Regions from separate parts of the Macaca mulatta genome. Here region 1 is linked to region 2. Evidence: chromatin contacts called from public Hi-C data. All regions are on one chromosome and are shown on one strand. The core of a region is the stretch at or near the end of the contact, and the rest is flanking DNA. Distances in the headings are between cores, read along the strand shown.

Region 1 (4,118 bases), core at 1,034-3,533, 260 kb after region 2:
CCTTTGGCCTGAGATTGTGGGGCAGCAGAATACGCCAGACAGCCCAGATGAGCTGAGCAGCACCTGAGGTTGGTAAGAGACGCCCAGCCCTGAGGAGGTGGAGACGGTGGTTATCTGTGAGTGTGACATCCAGGCTGTCTCTACCCCCAGAGAAACAAGGGTGACACGTGTGCAGCAGGTGGGCCTACACGGAGGGGCCTCCTGGCCTGTGAGCATCAGAGACCTGGCAATGCCAGGAGGCCAGGCTACTCTGGACCTGAATCCTTTTCATTGACTAGCTCCCCCAGAAAACACGTCGAATATTGTCAGGGAACAGATACATAGTATTTCAGCATCTTCAAGGGATTGAAGACGTGTGTTGCTGTTTTGGCCCATCCTTCCACTTTCTAGAAGTGTGATGATGGGCCTCTCTGAGCTTTGGCCACCTCATCCAAAGAAGAGAGATGGCCCATCTGCCTTTCCTGTATCACAGGGCTACAGTGAGGCTGAAATAAGTTGATGTGTGGGAATGCTTTATAAAGTACCATGCAACGTGCCCTGGTTTGTACAACTCATTTATTCAACAAAAAAGTACAAGCCTCCCCTTCAATCAAGACCTGCCTGCAGGGGTGGGCTACTTCAGTGTCTTGAGCCACTGGGAGCTAGAGGGTTTAATACTTTAGTCCACTTCCCTTCATCTCTGACCCCATCGACAACATGGGGCAGGGGAGTGAGGGCCCGGTAGAAGGGTACTGAGGCCCCTTATTTCGTTCGCTGGTAGAACTGGAAGACTGCTTTCTCCTGCTCATAAGTCTCGATGGAGCCGGGTCGTAGTCGTCGGATTTCAGCAATGGCATCTCCTGCAGCCAAGCCCCGCTCCTTTACCAGGTAACAGGCCAGCATGGTGCCAGTGCGGCCAAAGCCCAGGGCACAGTGCACTCCCACAGCCTATGAAGAGGGAGCTCGATGGGTGCCGCCCAACTCCCCCAACCCCAACTGTCTCCTGTCCCTCACTTGGTTCTCCCCACAGCTCCTTCTTCTGTGCCAGGTCCAGGGCTCTGCAGCAAAGTCAGGGAGGGCTGTCCCTGCACTGGGTGGCTAAGAGGCCTCTGCAGTGGCTGGTTCAAGAGCTGCCCGCCTCCGCACAGCCCTCCACCTGTAGTGTTCAATACAGAAACCACTCGCCACGGCTACTGTGGCTACTGTGTACTTGAAATGTGGCTAGTCCAAATTGAGATGTAGTGTGAAAAACGCAACAGGGTATGAAGAGGTAGTGGAAAAAAGAATGAAAATATCTCATTAAGATCACCAAAATTAATTTTATCGCTTCTTTGCTTTTTAAGAACGCGGTTGCTAGAAAAATTAACATTACATGGAGCCACTTACGTTCCGTTATATTTGGGCAGCTTTACTCTAAAAAAAAAAAAGGTAAACAGCCTCCACCTGACTTCAACCCCCACCTCTCTCAGGTGTCTGTCCACACCCTTCTCTTTCTCAACTCACAGTATTAGCTGGTTTTCACCGCCTCTCCTCAAGTCCAGTTCGCACTGCTTCGCCCTCTCTTTAGTTCCTTCCGTTTAGCGCCTCCCTCCCCCGCACTGGCTTCCCAGTCTCCCGGCCAGTCTCCCGGCCCTACTGTCTGCCCCTAGTACCTCCCCGAGCCCAGTTAAGTTATTCCAGGCCGGGTCTCCCCAGCTCCGCCCGCGTCCCCGGATGACCTTCCAGGCCCCTCCCTCCCTGCGCTGACCCCGCCCTCTGACCTCTCCCCGTGCGTTGGCCTCGTCCACGATCTGCACGAAGCGGTCGATCTGGTCAGGGGCCGGCGGGCAGAAGTCGGGGATGCGCAGACGGTGCAGGGTGAGGCCGGGGCAGCTGTCGCTGTGAGGGGGCCCGCGCTCTGTCAGGGACACCAGGTGCCGCACGCCCAGGTCCAACAGGAACTGGTAGTGGGCGGGGAGCCGCGGCAGCGCCAGCCCCGCCAGCCGGCCTGGGAGCACCCAGGAGAAGTTGGGGGGCTGCACGCCCATCGCTGGGAGAGGGCACAGAACAGCGGGTCATGGGGGGCGAGGCTGGCCAGCCCCGCTCCGCCCACCCGTCTCCTCGCCCGCTCCGAGCTGGGTAACCCACCGCCTACCTGGCCTCGGCGCCTCCCGGGCCACGTGGTTTGCGGGGCGCCGTCCTCGGGGACGCTCTACCCTGCCGCGGGGATTGGCCCAGACCCTGGGGCGGGGCTGGAACGCGGAACCCAGGCTCTGAGCGACCGAGGGAAGCGCCGCGATACCGCTCCGCCCGAGCAGGTCACGCGGTGATTGGCTGGCTCATCATAATGGGCGGGGTTACTTCCGCGTGGTTCAACCTACTCAGCTAAGAAGGAAGACCTGGAGCGAGTTAGGAATTGTTTGCTGCGGAAGGGGCAACCCGGGGTCGGGCTCTGCTGCGCCCTGGCGGCGTGTTGCAGTCATTGCGTCACTAGCGCCTGTCCCTGGGTCCCCGCGGGCGGGCCTAGTTCCACCTCCTTCATGCTGGATGCCCTGGGGTTTAAGAGATGACAAATCGGCTTTCTCCCAGGACGAGGAGTCTGCTCTCTAATGACTGAGTGGTAGTTATCAGCGACTTTTTGAACTGTTCCAGTGAGAGGGAATTACTGCTGCGCAGGAGGCTATTCTCATTTTTTCATTGCTGGAACTATTAAAAACTTACCTAGGGTAATAATTATAGTAATAATAACCAGCACCAACAGTCAACCCCCACTTCTGTCAATCCGGTTGCTCCTCAGGCCTTATTGAGCATTTATTATGCGCCAGATAGTCTTCTAAGCACTTAACACATACTCATTTAATCGCCACAGTTATAAGGTAGGTGATTTAATGAATCCCATTTTATGGATGAAAAAACAGAGGCACTGGAGAGGTTAATAAACTTGACCAAAGGATGATGACTAATGCCTCCAAAATCTTTAATAACATCGCCATTTCCTAAAGTTAAATGGAACATTGTTTTCTCTTCACATAACCCCCTCATGTCCCCAAATATTATCTGGGTTAAACACTTGTGGGTTTTCTTAATTTTTATTAGTATTTCATATTTCTTCATTTTTCAAGGCTAGTTCTCTGGGTCACTGTCCCCTGAGCAGGCTAGAGTTGATTAGTGTTGTTCTTACAAGGTGGGGGGTCCTAGATCTGAACACCGTTTCCGCTGTCATCTGACCAGTCCATATCCTCATTTGAGTAATGTGCTTGTAGCGATGCAGACTAACTGTAATTATGAAAATAGTTAACCCTTACTGAATTTGTTTATGTGCCAGGCCCTGTGCCAAGCGCTTTCTGGAAGAACCACATGTGAAAGGCATTTTTGTATCTTTTTTGTACATGAATCATTGGAAGCTTAAAGAAGTTGGTTAACTTGGCCAAGGACACAGTGATCCAAGCCCAGGGCACTTGGCCATGAGGGTGTATTATATTTCCTTCCCTTTGCACCTACTTATGACACACGTTTGACCATTTAAGCCTTTGGCTTCAGCAAGATGGAAAGGAATTTGTCTTCTCCTAAAGATCAAAGCCTGCTCTGACCCTGTGGGAAATACACTTACCGTTTACCCAGACAACTACTTTCCCCAGGTTCCAGGAGCTGCCAAATCTCCCCTTTTGTTCCTTCCAGACAATCACAGCCCTAATTAAGCCCTTCCTGTTTGCACTCTCATTTCCTACATAAATTCCTATCAATCTTACCGGCCCTCCCCAGTTTATTCCTTTCTCTGTTTCCTAGCCATGGTCTCTCAGCCACCAGTCACCTCTTCCCCCCACCCCCTGACCTCCCACTTCTCTTCCCTATCCAACTGCTCTTCAGGATTTCTGGTCGCACTTGTTCTTGTGAGTTAACCTCTTCTTAGTCCCTTTGCCTTGTTCTCCTTTCTTTGCTTCCCCTACTCATCAGGGAGCTTTCCACTTCACTCCCTGCCCTCCTATGTGCCCGGTCTTTGCCTTCTTGATATCCAGCTCAAAGCCCATCTTCTCCAGAAGGAGAAAATTTTTTTGGGAGACCTAGATCTTCCTCTTTCCTGAGTCCCCTAATAGTGATTCTCTCCCTCTTGTGGGTTTCTGCAGGGCTAGCAGTGCACCCATCAAACCACTGGGGCCTCC
Region 2 (3,775 bases), core at 1,275-3,774:
TCACAGTGAGAGAGAATATCCAGAATATCCAGATAAGAGATCAATAAGAGAAAACACAGGAAAATTAGAATTTGTGATCAACATTTTATTGGCAAGTCAGCCACATAATGATTAAGATATTCTAGGTCAGACAGACTGGGTTTTGAGTTCTAGCTGTGCCACTAGTTAGCTATGTGACTTAGGAAAATTACTTAATCTCCATAAGCCTTGGTTTTCTTCATTTGTAAAAGTGGGACTATCTACCTTACATAAAAAGTATTTAGCATAATGCCTGGTACATTGCAAATGAGTCCTCAACAAATCCAGCTATTTATAAATCATCATCATCATTGTATGAGTGGTGATGTGCTGTCACTATATATATGGCTAATATACTGCAAAAAAAATGGTTAGAATTATTAATCTAAGGCATGTAATTATGCCAAGGCATATAAAAGGACATAGAGATATCGCAAGATGAATATGGAATATATAAGATTAACACAGTTCATCTCCAAAGGATAAATGTGAAATGTAGGATGGATGAGCAGCAGGTAGTCCTGGGAGCTGCATGTTCAGACTGGATGAAGTCACCTCCTTTTCTTATTCTAGTCTAGAAGACTTCCCCTAGGAAGCAGGCTTATTCTGTAAAATCCAACTAGTCAGTATTTACCAAACATTTACCATGTGCCTAAGACTACAATAAATTACAAATAATTGAAAAAATTAAGGATAAGATATAATGTCTACCCCCAAGAACCCTACAATCTCTTGTGAGGGCTATGAATACAATCTAAAATAAAGTATCAAATTCTACAACGTGGACTATATGTAAGTACACTAAGTAATCACAAAAAGGGAAGAGCTAATGGGTTACAGTCCTTGGTGAAAAATTCATGGAAGCTGGGTTGGAGTGGGGTGGCGGGAGCTGCGGACCTTGACATACATAAAGGATATTTAAAAGGGAAAATAACTGGGAGTTGGGAGCAATCCAAAGATGCCACTCTATAAATATTCTGGTAGGAGGAACCTCTAAAATCAATTCAACTTTACTGAATGGCTACTAGTACTGTATTAGATGTTGAGGTAGAGAAAAGAACAAGATAATCTCTGATATCGAGGAATTCAAAGTGTCCTGATGGAAAACTAGGAGAGCAAAACAAACAAAAACAGTTATTACAAAGCTGTGTGACAAATGCTGTAACAAAGGAATGACCAGGGAGTTCTGGAGCACTGTGAGAACTTTCAGTAGCATGGCAGGGTCTTCCGTGTGAGTGATTTTCTGGAGCTTAGATCCCGTCCGCCCCAGTCCACCAATCCTCGGACAGGGGAGGGGACTGGCATCGAAGTCATTCATTCTGAGTGATGAGGAAGTGAGTGGGAGCTGGGAGCTAACACTTGCACTGAGGCCTGAAGGGTTGAGTAGGTGTTTGCCAGAGTGATTGGGGAGGGGATGGCAACTTTGACAGAAGAAATACCAAACACAAAGGTACTGAGGCATAAGGGGCTGACAAGTTTAGGAATTTTGTGACGCTTTCCTGTCTTCTTTCCCATCACCTTCACTTAGGGTTGCCGGATAAAATACAAACTGCCCACTTAAATCTAAATCTCTGATTACCAACTAACAATTTTAAAATATAAGTATGCCTCCAATATTGCATGGGACATACACACTCAGCCCTTCAACTCATCCTGTCCTGTCCGGGGCCCCACAAATCCCCGGTGAATACCGGCGAGCTCGTGGAGTAAAGCATGAGAAGGCTTATCTTCCTTTCACTCCTACATTTTTCACTCTCGGGTCTCCATCCCAGGACTGAGGGATGTAGCGCGCAGCCCGCAGCTCGCTACGCGTCGGAGGGTTTTCCTCTGAGGACTGGAAACGGGGCGCGGGATAAGGGCGGTGGGGCTGGGGGTTGTCACTTACGAAGAAATCTCACTCCGCTCCATAAAATCCTCAATCCAGTGCCGGATTTCCCGGCAAGCGGACGTCTCTCCGCCCAGGGACCGGAAATCCCGCCTCCGCCGGAAGAAGATGCGGAAGCGAGACCGCCTATCCAGAGGAAGGCAAGTGTTTGGCTCCTGCGGCTGAGAATCCCGCGCGGGGCTGGAGACAGGTAGCAGTACGGGGGCGGGGCTTCATGCCGGAAGTGGTAGTCCGCAGTTGTTTCGGTTGGCGGCCTAGCGGGTGGGAGATGCGGCGGCCACCTGCTGCGAGGAACCGAAGGGAAGGTTAGAGGTACGAAGGCAGTTTGGAGCTGGGGCTGAGCAGCTGTCGCACAGTCAGATCATGGGCTCGACCAAGCACTGGGGTGAATGGCTCCTTAACTTGAAGCTAGCCCCCGCCGGCGTGTTTGGTGTGGCCTTTCTAGCCAGAGTCGCCCTGGTTTTCTATGGGGTCTTCCAGGACCGGACCCTGCACGTGAGGTATACGGACATTGACTACCAGGTCTTCACCGATGCCGCGCGCTTTGTCACGGAGGGGCGCTCGCCTTACCTGAGAGCCACGTACCGTTACACCCCGCTGCTGGGTTGGCTCCTCACTCCCAACATCTACCTCAGCGAGCTCTTTGGAAAGTTTCTCTTCATCAGCTGCGACCTCCTCACCGCTTTCCTCTTATACCGCCTGCTGCTGCTGAAGGGGCTGGCGCGCCGCCAGGCTTGTGGCTACTGTGTCTTTTGGCTTCTTAACCCCCTGCCTATGGCAGTATCCAGTCGAGGTAATGCGGACTCGATTGTCGCCTCCCTGGTCCTGATGGTCCTGTACTTGATAAGGAAAAGAGTCGTCGCGTGTGCAGCTGTGTTCTATGGTTTCGCGGTGCATATGAAGATATATCCGGTGACTTATATCCTTCCCATAACTCTCCACCTGCTTCCAGATCGCGACAATGACAAAAGCCTCCGTCAATCCCGGTATACTTTCCAGGCTCATTTGTACGAGCTCCTGAAGAGGCTGTGTGATCGGGCTGTGCTGCTGTTCGTAGCGGTTGCTGGACTCACGTTTTTTGCCCTGAGCTTTGGTTTTTACTATGAGTACGGCTGGGAATTTTTGGAGCACACCTATTTTTATCACCTGACTAGGCGGGATATCCGTCACAACTTTTCTCCATACTTCTACATGCTGTATTTGACTGCAGAGAGCAAGTGGAGTTTTTCCCTGGGAATTGCTGCATTCCTGCCACAGTTCATCTTGCTTTCAGCTGTGTCTTTCGCCTATTACAGAGACCTCGTCTTTTGTTGTTTTCTTCATACATCCATTTTTGTGACTTTTAACAAAGTCTGCACCTCCCAGTACTTTCTTTGGTACCTCTGCTTACTGCCTCTTGTGATGCCACTAGTAAGAATGACTTGGAAAAGAGCTGTAGTTCTCCTAATGTTATGGTTTATAGGGCAGGCCCTATGGCTGGCTCCTGCCTATGTTCTTGAGTTTCAAGGAAAGAACACCTTTCTGTTTATCTGGTTAGCTGGTTTGTTCTTCCTTCTTATCAACTCTTCCATCCTGATTCAAATTATTTCCCATTACAAAGAAGAACCCCTGACAGAGAGAATCAAATATGACTAGTGTATGTTCCACACCTTCTGCTACTGTGTTACATTCTGATTGTCTTGTATGGACCAGAAGAGAGCTTTGGGACATTTTTTCTGAACATTCTAAGGATTCTAGTGAAAGTTTCCGTGTTCCAGCAGAATGTTTGTCTTGTATATAAAAGGGACACAATAATTGAGGTCCACCTTCTAGGAAATCCTAGGACTCGTTTATTTGGGACATGGTGGGAATAAAGTGTAGGAGGACAAGCCG

What was found. Hi-C and Micro-C count contacts between places; a contact is called where the count stands out from the background.
Region 1: a Hi-C map of fetal cortex germinal zone shows a contact between it and region 2, with 4 times the contacts expected there. The contact joins the promoter of DUSP23 here to the promoter of KCNJ9 in region 2. A contact is called at or near these places in 4 of 14 Hi-C or Micro-C datasets (CD4 T cells, cortical neurons, fetal cortex germinal zone and 1 more).

What each region holds. Positions count from the first base shown.
Region 1 is chr1:107,112,698-107,116,815 of T2T-MMU8v2.0, forward strand. DUSP23 (dual specificity phosphatase 23) reads right to left here and starts at 2,284. Exons shown (of 3, transcript XM_015112822.3): 1 at 2,114-2,284; 2 at 1,740-2,008; 3 at 539-927. The coding sequence starts at 2,006. The coding sequence ends at 742. It overlaps LOC114670290 (a long non-coding RNA gene), which reads left to right and starts at 1,737. Exons shown (of 3, transcript XR_013396437.1): 1 at 1,737-1,836.
Region 2 is chr1:106,852,913-106,856,687 of T2T-MMU8v2.0, forward strand. KCNJ9 (potassium inwardly rectifying channel subfamily J member 9) reads right to left here and starts at 2,525. Exons shown (of 7, transcript XM_077941043.1): 1 at 2,474-2,525; 2 at 1,904-2,187. It overlaps PIGM (phosphatidylinositol glycan anchor biosynthesis class M), which reads left to right and starts at 2,014. Exons shown (of 2, transcript XM_077941063.1): 1 at 2,014-3,539. The coding sequence starts at 2,267. The coding sequence ends at 3,538.